2 separate regions of the Capra hircus genome follow, and region 2 is linked to region 1. Evidence: chromatin contacts called from public Hi-C data. All regions are on one chromosome and are shown on one strand. Each heading gives the region's core, a stretch centred on a gene start, on an enhancer-like site or on the middle of the called end of the contact. The rest is flanking DNA. Distances are from core to core; before and after follow the strand shown.

The links. A called contact is a pair of places that touch in the nucleus more often than the background predicts.
Region 2: a contact with region 1 is called in a Hi-C map of blood, with 2.6 times the contacts expected there. The contact joins the promoter of CEBPD here to the enhancer-like site in region 1. A contact is called at or near these places in 2 of 5 Hi-C or Micro-C datasets (blood and liver).

What each region holds. Positions count from the first base shown.
Region 1 is chr14:62,710,852-62,716,046 of ARS1.2, forward strand. The region is part of intron 5 of SPIDR (DNA repair-scaffolding protein); the gene reads left to right. Among named protein-coding and RNA genes, the nearest start is that of SPIDR, 78 kb to the left of the region's middle. Within about 2 kb of position 2,675, at least 2 of the 5 cell types and tissues checked have an H3K27ac peak or open chromatin away from gene starts, as enhancers often do.
Region 2 is chr14:62,918,939-62,924,133 of ARS1.2, forward strand. CEBPD (CCAAT/enhancer-binding protein delta) reads right to left here and starts at 3,091. Exons shown (of 1, transcript XM_018058529.1): 1 at 1,490-3,091. The coding sequence starts at 3,048. The coding sequence ends at 2,278. SPIDR (DNA repair-scaffolding protein) reads left to right here. Exons shown (of 19, transcript XM_018058528.1): 19 at 626-932. The coding sequence ends at 760.

The DNA.
Region 1 (5,195 bases), core at 1,425-3,924:
GGCAGCTTGGAGGGGGTGTGTGTGTGCGTGGATGTGTGCAGCACGGCAGGTGGCGTGCACACTTCTTGAGTTTGGTGGGGAAGAGGCCTGCTGTGCTGCCCAGAAACAAGAGGCTGTGAGGGACTGTCTTGCGAGGTGTTGACAGAACACGTGCCTCATGTTTGCAGACGCACAGTAGCTGTGATGTGTGGTGGGGTCAGAAGACCCCCTCAAGACTGTTGCAGAGCTGTTGGGACTGGCCTGGGGGGCCTTCCTCCCATCACTCTTGGACCACACACCTTTACACATCACCACATCCGATTTCTGCCATTTCTAGAATATGTGCGTTGTGTTTTTTGGCCTGTTTTTAAAAAATGGAATAAATTAGGTATACAAAAATAGAGAAAAAATCATGAGCACCCATGAATCTGCACAGCCTGGGAAATAACACATTACAGGGAGAATTTAGGCACCCTCCTCCCATCTTTACCCATGTTCCTGTTTTGGGGGTCAGTATCACCTCCACTTGATCAAAGCCTTACCTATCCCATCTTGTCTCGCCTCTGCCTAGTGAGCCAACAATGCAGTGTGTTTTGTCAGAGGTCGTGTTTCAGTAAGCTCCAGGGAAGACTCATGGGCTAATTCATGTTGCAAAAGTGTCTCCTGGGGAATTAAAAGACATAGAAATTAGAGCTATTTAAAGAAATGTTATTTAGATAGGAGAATATTTCAAACTCTTCAGTTTCTGGGTTCCCCTCTGTCCTTGTCCCCAACCCTGCCTCTGACAGTGACCTCTCAGAAGGGAGGCTTGTTGGATGGCCCCTTTCCATGCCTGTGTTTGGAAGCATCACAGAATTCTGCATGTTATTAAAATGATTCTTTTAAGAAAAGCATTCGCTTTCTGAATTTGGTCTTCAGAAGAGCAGAAACATGCTTTGTGCTGCAGTTCAGTTTGGGGGCCGCTGAGCTCACATTTGGTCTGGAGAGTGCGGTGGCCTGCTGCCAGTGTGCTGTTGAAGGGGCTTCTGCCCTCCCCCTCCCTGCTTCTCTCCCTCCCTCTCTCCTTTCCTCCCTCTCTAGGAGTTAAGGAAAATCACTCTCTTCTAGCAGAGTTCTTCCAGCTGTTTTGGGGGCTTAAAGTGAGGTGGCTGAAGTGCCTGTAAAGTACTAAAATCAAAGGTAGGCATCTGTTTTAAATATACCTGGGTCACTGTTTCAAAGGAGAACATAGAGAAGGGGGAATAAACTCTCTGTGTTTAGTGGTTGCTCCTATGAAGCATTATTCTTCTGTTAACATGAAATAAAACATTTGGTTCATTGTGAAAGCGTACTGCTCAGGAGAGTAAACGATCACATTTAATCCTGAGGATACCTCCCTGAACTCTTTCATGGCTCCTGCCCTTGTTGGCCATCAAGCCAAGGTTCCTCTGTGCTGGGGGTTCACTCCCAAGTCCTTGACTCTGGAGTCTGGGCCTTACTTTGAAGAGCTGTGGTTGTCTTGTTGGCCTAATCTGGGCCAGAAGCTGCCACAGGAAGCCTCGATTTGGTTTCAAGCTGTGTTCTGGTTCTTTGTTTATTGTTCTTTGTTTCTTAAGTTGACATATGATTGGCATATAACGTTATAGTAGTTTCAGGTATACAGCATAATGATTTGATTCTTTTATATATGTTACAGAATGATCACCAGAAGTCTAGTTCAAATCCCTAAGCAGTGTTTTTGATCCTGTAACTTCAGAGCAGGTTTTGTTTTTGTACAGCCTAGTCCTAGGTGAGGTTCCAGCTCCACTAGCTGGCTAGGTCTGCTGAGTTGTTTAATTATCAGTCGCAGGCCCCACATAGAATTCTCATTTGGAAAATACCCAGTGTTCATTTGATTTCTTTCAGTGGTGACAAATCTTACAGACTTTTTCGAAAATACCAGGTTTCTCATGAAGTCTTCTCAGGGGCATTTCTGGTAAAGCAGGCCTCATAATCCAAAAATGTTTATTGAAAAGTGTCTCCATTTCTAGCAGTTAGGTTTTTCCTTTGAGCTTGTGGTCAGACCTTGTCTTGGGTCCACAGCTGCTGCCCAGTCTCCGGTGAGTTTCCAGCCTTTCCCTGCATGCACTGGGGCAGGTAGCAGATGGATAGGCTTTATTTTTTCTTTATTTTTAACTTTTAATTGATTCAGTTTTTAATTGAAGTAGTTTGGACAGATACTACCTGTAAATTTAAGGTGTACAGCCTGTTAATTTGATACAATTGTATATTGCAGCATGATTGCCCTTGGGGGGATAATTAGCACCTCTGTTATGTTACATAATTATCATTTCTTCTTAATTTTTGCAGTTGTTAGGTGTGAGTCTCCAAGCCAGTTTGATGATGAGAACACGGTATTGTTATCTGTATTCCCTGCTGTGTATTAGATTTCTGGGGCTCACTTCCTGTTGGCTGCAGGTCTGTCCCCGTCACAGCGTCTGTCCCACCCCCCACCCCCAGCACCTGGTAACCATTGTGTTGCTCTCTGCCTCTACCAGTTTGGCTTGTTTGTTTAGATTCCACATATAGATGATACCGCGTAGGACTTGTCTTTCTCTCCCTGACTTGCTTCACTTGGCGTAATGGCCTCGAGCTCCATTCATGTAGTCGCACATGGCACATCTGATGGTCTTTATGGCAGGGTGGGTGGGTGCCACCTGACCACCCTCACTGCAGGCTGTGGCTCTTCTCCAATGTGTGTGTGCCGCGGGCAGCCCAGCACCTGCCGCAGAAGGGGGTCCACAAGTGTTAGGATGTGTGACCTCTGCAACTTCCCTTGCCAGAGAAGGTCAGGTAAAGAAACGGGCGGTGGGGGGCGGGGCGGGGCTTCTGCAAGTAGGAGGCTTCTTCTGGGGCACTGAGCTTGGTAACAAGCTGTGGGCCAGTCTGTCCTGCTCCTGCATTTGCAGAGCAGCTCCGCCAGGTCTCTTTTGGAACCAGGTTCCTGCGGTCACCATACCACCCACAGGGTGGCAGCTGCCTCTCTCCCAGAGTCCCCTTCCCCAGCAGGCAACTACTATGGCTAAGTTTTCCCAGAGACGTTAGTGTGTGACGCTCTGTCCCCTGACCTCTGTACACGAATGCCAGTATACCTGACACACAGTGCTGCACGCAGAGCGCACAGGCAGTGTGCCCGGGTCCTCCCGTACCTGAGACACAGCGCTGCACGCGGAGCGCACGGGCAGTGTGCCCGGGTCCTCCCGTACCTGAGACACAGCGCTGCACGCGGAGCGCACGGGCAGTGTGCCCGGGTCCTCCCGTACCCGAGACACAGCGCTGCACGCGGAGCGCACGGGCAGTGTGCCCGGGTCCTCCCGTACCTGAGACACAGCGCTACACGTGGAGCGCACGGGCAGTGTGCCCGGGTCATCCCCTGGGAACGCAGGAGGTCCCCTTCCACTGACCAGTGTGGTGCGGTCCACACAGGGCAGGACCCTCTTCTCTCGAGCCATTCCCCTGTGCGTGCATGTTCAAGATGTTTCCAATGTTTTACTTGGGAAACAAAGCAGCCCCCACGCATAGCAGTTTTGCATATGAAAATGTACATTTTCCAAGTTATGTTTCTCTCCCTACTTTAAGGCTTTTACTGTGTGTCCTTGATTCCTAGAAGAAGTAGTTTATTTTCCTAGAATCTCTTTTCCATTATTTAATGTAAACATTAAGTAAATTGACTTGTCTGTAACTCTGGATTGTTAGTTATGCTATTATCTCATTCCTGTAGAGAGGAGAATAGATCACCTACTGTATTAGCCTCTGTTCTGAAGACGTTGTTCTTCCCAGCAGGGAGAAATAAAGAGATTATAAAAACAGATGAAAAATTAGGACTGGAGATATCAATAAATAGGATAGAGGGGAGAAATGACGAATTCCCTAACTTCTTAGGTGTGCTGCACAAGGTCTGAGGGATCTAGAAAAGAATGTGTGTGTGTGTGTGTGTGTATGTATACTGAACAGACACACACACACACAGATCTGAACAAGGTAGAGAAGCACAGTGCCCCTATTAAACATGTGTGTGTGTGTGTGTATACTGAACACACATACACAGAAAGATCTGGACAAGGTAGAGAAGGCCAGTGCCCCTATTAAACGTGTGTGTGTGTGTGTGTGTGTGTGTGTGTGTATGTATGTATACTGAACACACATACACACACTGATCTGGATAAGGTAGAGAAGCACAGTGCCCCTATTAAATATATGTGTGTGTATGTATGCATATTGAGTGCGTGCGCATGCACACACACACACACACAGATCTGGACAAGGTAGAGAAGCACAGTGCCCCTATTAAATGTGTGTGTGTGTGTGTGTGTATGTATGTATATATACTGAACACACACACACACACACACACACACACACACAGATCTGGACAAGGTAGAGAAGCACAGTGCCCCTATTAAAGTGGCAGATGCCAAAGCCAGATGAGGCTCACGCTGGGCAGTGTGGGTACAGAGTGCCTGAGACAGGTGAGAAGGCTATAACCAGAAAAGCCTCCGTGGAGCTGACCTGCCCGGCTCAGGAGCCTCTAGGGCCAAGGCGTGTGTGCTCTGAACCTGAGGTGTGGGCCTCGTGGGGTGGAGTCCCTGAGGCCGACTCTAGTGTGAAGTGGGATTGCGGGCCTTGAAGTATGAGGTTGGGGCCCAGGGAATGCTAAGTGTTGGCCTTGGGTGCTGGCCTGAGGAGCTCCCTGTGACTGGAGCAAGGGGGCCGTGCTGATTCCCAAGTGGAGGTGACTGAGTGGGCTGCTGAGGACTTCACTGGCATGGTTGGAGCGGGGCCAGTCTGTGCATGGACAGGAGAAGGAAAGAAAATTCCAGGGAGGGGAGGTCAGGTTGGGTTTCTAATGACCCTGTTCCAGACTGAGTGTGCGTGGGAATGGAGAGAGAAAGGAGTATTAAGATCTAGTAATGAATTAGTTTCAGTTTGGCTGTTGTCACAGAGAACATAGAGTAAAAGATAAAGTCATCATGCTGAGGCAGGTAGCCTGGAACACTGGCTGCCTGCGGGTGTAACACAAATCTCAGAAAGGGGAAGGCTATAAATTTGCTTGTATTATGTGAGGTTGAGAGAGATATTCAAATATAAATGTCTCAGGCATTGTAAAGATGAGTGATTTGAGGATAAAAAAGCAGGAGGTGTAGATTTGACTGTTGTCTGTAATTTTTTGGTTTTTGCAGTCTCAAGTTTGAAAAATA
Region 2 (5,195 bases), core at 1,841-4,340, 210 kb after region 1:
TCCCCCAAAGAAAGTGTCCCGAGGTCTGATACCTGGAGACCAGGAGGGCACAACATACTGCCCCACCTGGTCCCCGGGCCCCACCGCCTGGAGCTCTGCATTCCCACGTGGACATGATGAGTGCCCACGGCTAACCTGTTCCCTGAGATTGTCATCAGACAGTGAGACGGAAGGCAGGCCTTTCTACAACGTGGGGAGAGGCGCTCAGCTCAGGGCAGCTCTGGGAGAGATGAGACCTTGTTGAGGCAGGCAGAGCAAGTCCTTGACCAGAAGTGCTGGTTGACTACAGAAGTGGGAGTCAGCGGCAGGCATGATGGAGCTCCCGCTGGGACCCGGGGCACGGCTTCACGTGTGCTTCCCCCCCAGCTTCTGTCTTAGCTGAGAGGTGTGCACCTTGTATCCACTGACAGACATCGGTAAGAGACATTCTTGATGTTCTTGTGTAAAAATGAACTCAGCTACCAGAAAAAAGCAGTTCCTTTGCTTGTATCGCAGCCTATTCTCACCTCCGAGAGGGTCACGGGCCAGGGAAGGGCCTCCTGCTCTGGCTGTGGTGTGCTGAGTTGCCGGGGAACAGGGTGTCCAGGGCTGTTTGCTCTAACCAGCCTGCCTCTCCTCCCTGCAGAGTTACGAAGTGAGGAGTGTCCTCGGAAAGGAGGTGGGGCCGTTAACCTGTTTTGTCCGGTGCATCACCACCCACCCGACCAGCAGCATGGGATTGGAGGAGGTTGAGCTCCTGAGCGAGAGGAGAGCCTCTTGAGAATACTGGCAACGGCCACAGGATCTGCGAACTTTACCAAGTGGCTGAGAGGTGGTGGTGGTTTGGGTAATTTCTTAACCCTGGGCAGAGTGAATGTACTTTATGATCTTGAAATGGAACTTCATGTTAGTAAAATGGCTTTGTAAACTATAAATCAAAATACTTTTTTCTATGATTATATATTTCTTATTACCTTTCTGCATGTTAAAGCTTAAATAAGCTTCAGGCCTTCATATTTATTTTAGATAATACAGTAGAAAAAATTATTTTGTCCTACTGTAATTTTAAAGTGTTCCGTTCAAATTTTACCATGATTCAACAGGTTTTTCTCCCCATTTCTTTTAACATTTCCCCAAAGAATACCCGGCAAAGGGCAAACCTTTGTCCTCTCGTCTGTTACTGCCCTGTACAGTCAGTGTCACCAACCTAAGTGCTTTGCAGTTCATTATTTTTTGGAAAATGTTCTGGGGGCACTGTGTCAGAGGTCCAACTGTTATGGGTAAAGTATAGATAACCTGAGAGAACAACAGGTCTGGTTAGCACTGGGTGCAGAGACAAGGCCACCCTGCCACAGGAGAGCTGGGTCATCGTTCACCTTGTTGGCAGAGTATCTGAGTTAAAAGTAAAACCCCGGATTAATTATCTCTGGACACTATAAAGATTTTGTTTCCTCCCTTATGACAATATAATCATGACAGGCCACAGTTAATAAATTACATAATATAGAGGTAGCAGCCAAGACAAAGAAAGGCTGCCCAATACCCACTCTCATGGGGGAAAGGCAACGACTTTATTTATTCGTCCAGGTTAATCTTTGAAACATTACAAGTACTGGCAAGGTAGCCAGTTTTAAGTAGCTTTGTGACTGTCCTTTCCATCTCCTACATGACTTGTACTTCACGCACTTGGAAAATCTACTTGAAGCTGACTACAGAAGTGAGGAAAGTGAAAGCAAATCCCATGAAAGCCAAGATGAGTCGGGCTGGTTTTCGGGTAACCGAGCCCCCTTCTCCTTGCCCCTAGACCCCCACTCGAGGTGGGACGCACTCCAAAGGGTTTCCATGTTCCCGGGGCGCGGGCACCTTCCACCCGAACGGATCTCGGCAAGATAACCAGCACGCCCGCAGGTGGAGTTCGGCCTGTTTGAGAAGCAAAGCAACCCGGGATGACCGGCCCCGGGGGTGCAAGTCAGCCAGACGCGCCCTCCCCTGCGGGTTCGGAGGGCCGCGAGCGCAGGAATCAAATTGGGTCTAACGCGTCTTTATTCTTACAAATACTGTAAAAATCAGTATAAAAAATGAGCATGCTCAGTCTTTCCCTCGTATCTACAGTACAAAGGCTTGTCGGAAAAGTCTCTTTTACGAATGTACCTTAGCTGCATCCTAGGCGTAGGATGTAGAGAAGCTGCCGTCACATTAACTTAGGGTCCACGCGGCAGCTGTCCGAGTCCCGGCCAAGCGCGGGAGTCCGGCCCGGCGGCTCCAGGCAATGCGGCCGCAGCCCGCGCGGCCCCCGCGTCACCGCGCGTCCGCCGCCCCCGCGCCGGGCAGGAAGGGCGCGCCGGGCAGCTGCTTGAAGAAGCGCCGCAGTCCGGCCAGGTCCCGCGTGAGCTGCTCCACGCGCTGCTGCAGCTTCTCGTTCTCGGCCGAAAGCTCCACCAGCTTCTGCTGCATCTCCTGGTTGCGCCGCTTGGCCTTGTCGCGGCTCTTGCGCACAGCGATGTTGTTGCGCTCGCGTCGCTGCCGGTACTCGGGGCTGCCGCGGTCCGGGCCCCGCTTGCCCGCCGCCTTGTCTCGCGCGGGCCCGGGCGCTGGGGGCGCGGGGCTCCGGCGCGGCGGCTCTGGCGACGCGGGCGGTGTGGGTTGCGCAGCGGCCGCGAGGCTCACCACTGTCTGCGCGCACGCGGCCACCTGCGCGGGCAGCAGGGAGCCGGGCGCGTCGCCGTCACCCCAGTCGGGCTCGCGCTTGAGGGGTCGCGGCGCCGGGCCAGGGCCCCCGAGGCGCGCGGGTCCCCCGGGCAGTAGCTCCAAGGCGCCCGCTTTGTGGTTGCTGTTAAAGAGGTCGGCGAAGAGCTCGTCGTGGCACAGCTCCAGGGTGGGCACGGCGGCCATGGAGTCGATGTAGGCGCTGAAGTCGATGGCGCTCTCGTCGTCGTACATGGCGGGCGCGGCCGGCTCGGCTCCGCGACCCGGCTTCCCCGCGCGGCCGGGCTCGTAGAAGGCAGCGGGTTCCGCCGTCCAGGGCGCGCCGCGCGCTGGGCCGTCCAGGCTGAAGAGCGCAGCGCTCATGGCGGCGTCGGGCCGGCGGCGAGCGCGGTCCCCGGGCGGGCAGGGCGCTGCCTTTTCTAGCCCGGCTGACGCGCACGCCCCGCCCCGGCCGCGAACCGCGGGACCCCCGCCCGCGCGCCTCCCCCGCGCTTCCTGCCCGCCGGCCCGGCCCGCGCGGCGCTGCCGGGAACGACCCTCCCTTGGCCGCGCCTCCTTCTTCCTGCTGGTGGGTCGGCGCCTCCGCGCCCGCGGAGCCGGGGCGGAACCAGAACGGGGCACCGGACCGGCTCGCGAACTAGGGCACCAGGGCGCTGCCCCGCAGCTTCAGGGAGTTCGGGCCGCGGTGCTTCCCGATCGCGGGGATGGGGAGGTCGGGACGCTGCCCCCTCGAGGCTCGGCCATGTCTGGGGAGCGCGCCTAGTGCCAAGGAGAGCCTCGAACCCCGCGCGCCCCTGAACCCCCAAGAGCGCCCGAGAACTCTGAGCTCAGCTCCCGTGAGCCCCGCGCCCCGGACCCTGCTTCCAGGTCCACAGAGCAGTGCCATTTTGCGGTGGTGTCTTAACTTCGGACCTGTCTTTACTTTTTTTTTTTTTTTTCTTCTGTTCAGTGTTCCAAAAAGAAGCTCCTTTGGATCCAAAGCAGTGGGGTAGTTCCCCTTTAGGAGAAAGATGATATTTAGACTAGTAGCTCTGACAAGGTATTAACTTGCTAGCTCTTCACCTTATAAAACTTGAGAAGACTGTCAATTGGCTTTGTTAGTAAACATTTGCTACAATTCAGGTCAGGCATTTCGGGTTAGTTCTATTTTTCACATCACAGTCCGTTTTCAGACTGGGCCTCCGTCCACATCCTTTTTCGTTTTGCTGCTTCCCAACACCAGGCAGTCCACAAGCCCCACAACCTTCCACAGTATTCCAAAAGTAACTTCTAATGTGTGGTTCATGCACACCCTCAGAAAAGACATTTATTTTGGAAGTCAAAAAAAACGCTTTACTAAAGCCCTCCCTAGTCAGGGAATGCAAAATAAATACTTGCACGGAAAACCGTATTCTCCTGAAAATAATTCGGTGACATGATTAGTAGATTCGGATGTCAAATTGGGATTGAGCTTGAGAGATGCTACGCCCATAGTTTTTAGATTAAGTAGTAATTAATGATAACTTTTCGATAGGAATTTTCTTCCCTTTTCCAAAAATGAGAAAGGAAAGATCATAGACCAACAAAGTAGGAATTTGTTATGACATTTAAAGGCAATCGAAATACAATAAAACGATTTAAAGTTTAGCTTTTGTGTCAGTAGTTCACACTCATTTCTTAAATGTCTCCGCCTACTGTATTTTCATATTTTATCCAAGGTAAATACAAAGTTGTTCATGATTTCTCATTGTTAGGAGTCTTGAGTTTTCTGAGTGATTTTGTGTGGTTTTCTGAGTAGGACTGTCCAAAGGAGGCGGTCACATAAGAAATTGTTTTCTTGAAAATGTTGGAGCCTTGGATTCCCCCTTGTTTATTTCCCCTGTTTTTTAACTGAATAAAGTTATCTCCTCTACTCTCTCTGCCCACCCCCCACCCCCAGTCCGGTAGAACGTTGCTATGGACGTTTTTCAGATGCTGTGCTTCAGGTGGACTTTGCAGATACATCTGTCCTCTAGAAATTCCGGACACTGGGCATGCCTGAAACACACTCCGGCTAAGGGGCACTGTCAGGGCTAGAAAGTGGGACTGGCTTGTTCCTAACTCGGAGGGGTCACATGTCAGTCCTCACAAGGAATCATTTTTGGGTGCTTCATAAGGTGTAAGATACAGGCAAGAAGAGTTCTCCAAATTAAAGTCTGAAACAAAGTTTCTGAGACATGCCAGTGTCAAAAGGACAGAAAGTGTGACTTTAGTGCCCTCTACAGGGGATGATTCTCCTGTGTCAGACAGTAGTGAAGTTACAAGGACAGACTTTTTAGATAAAACTCTTTCTCATATTTTTTGTGTAAGGACTATAAGAATGAAGCCACTGGGTATTGGGGTCACACATCCATGGCACTGCTAAAGCCTATGTGTTTTATTAAAAACCTACTGTAATGAGTCAGAAATTCTGCATTCACTTCAGCCTCTGGAATTTAGGAGACAGAGCCCCCAGATGACAAAGCATCCAGAGCGGAGAACAGATTTATTCT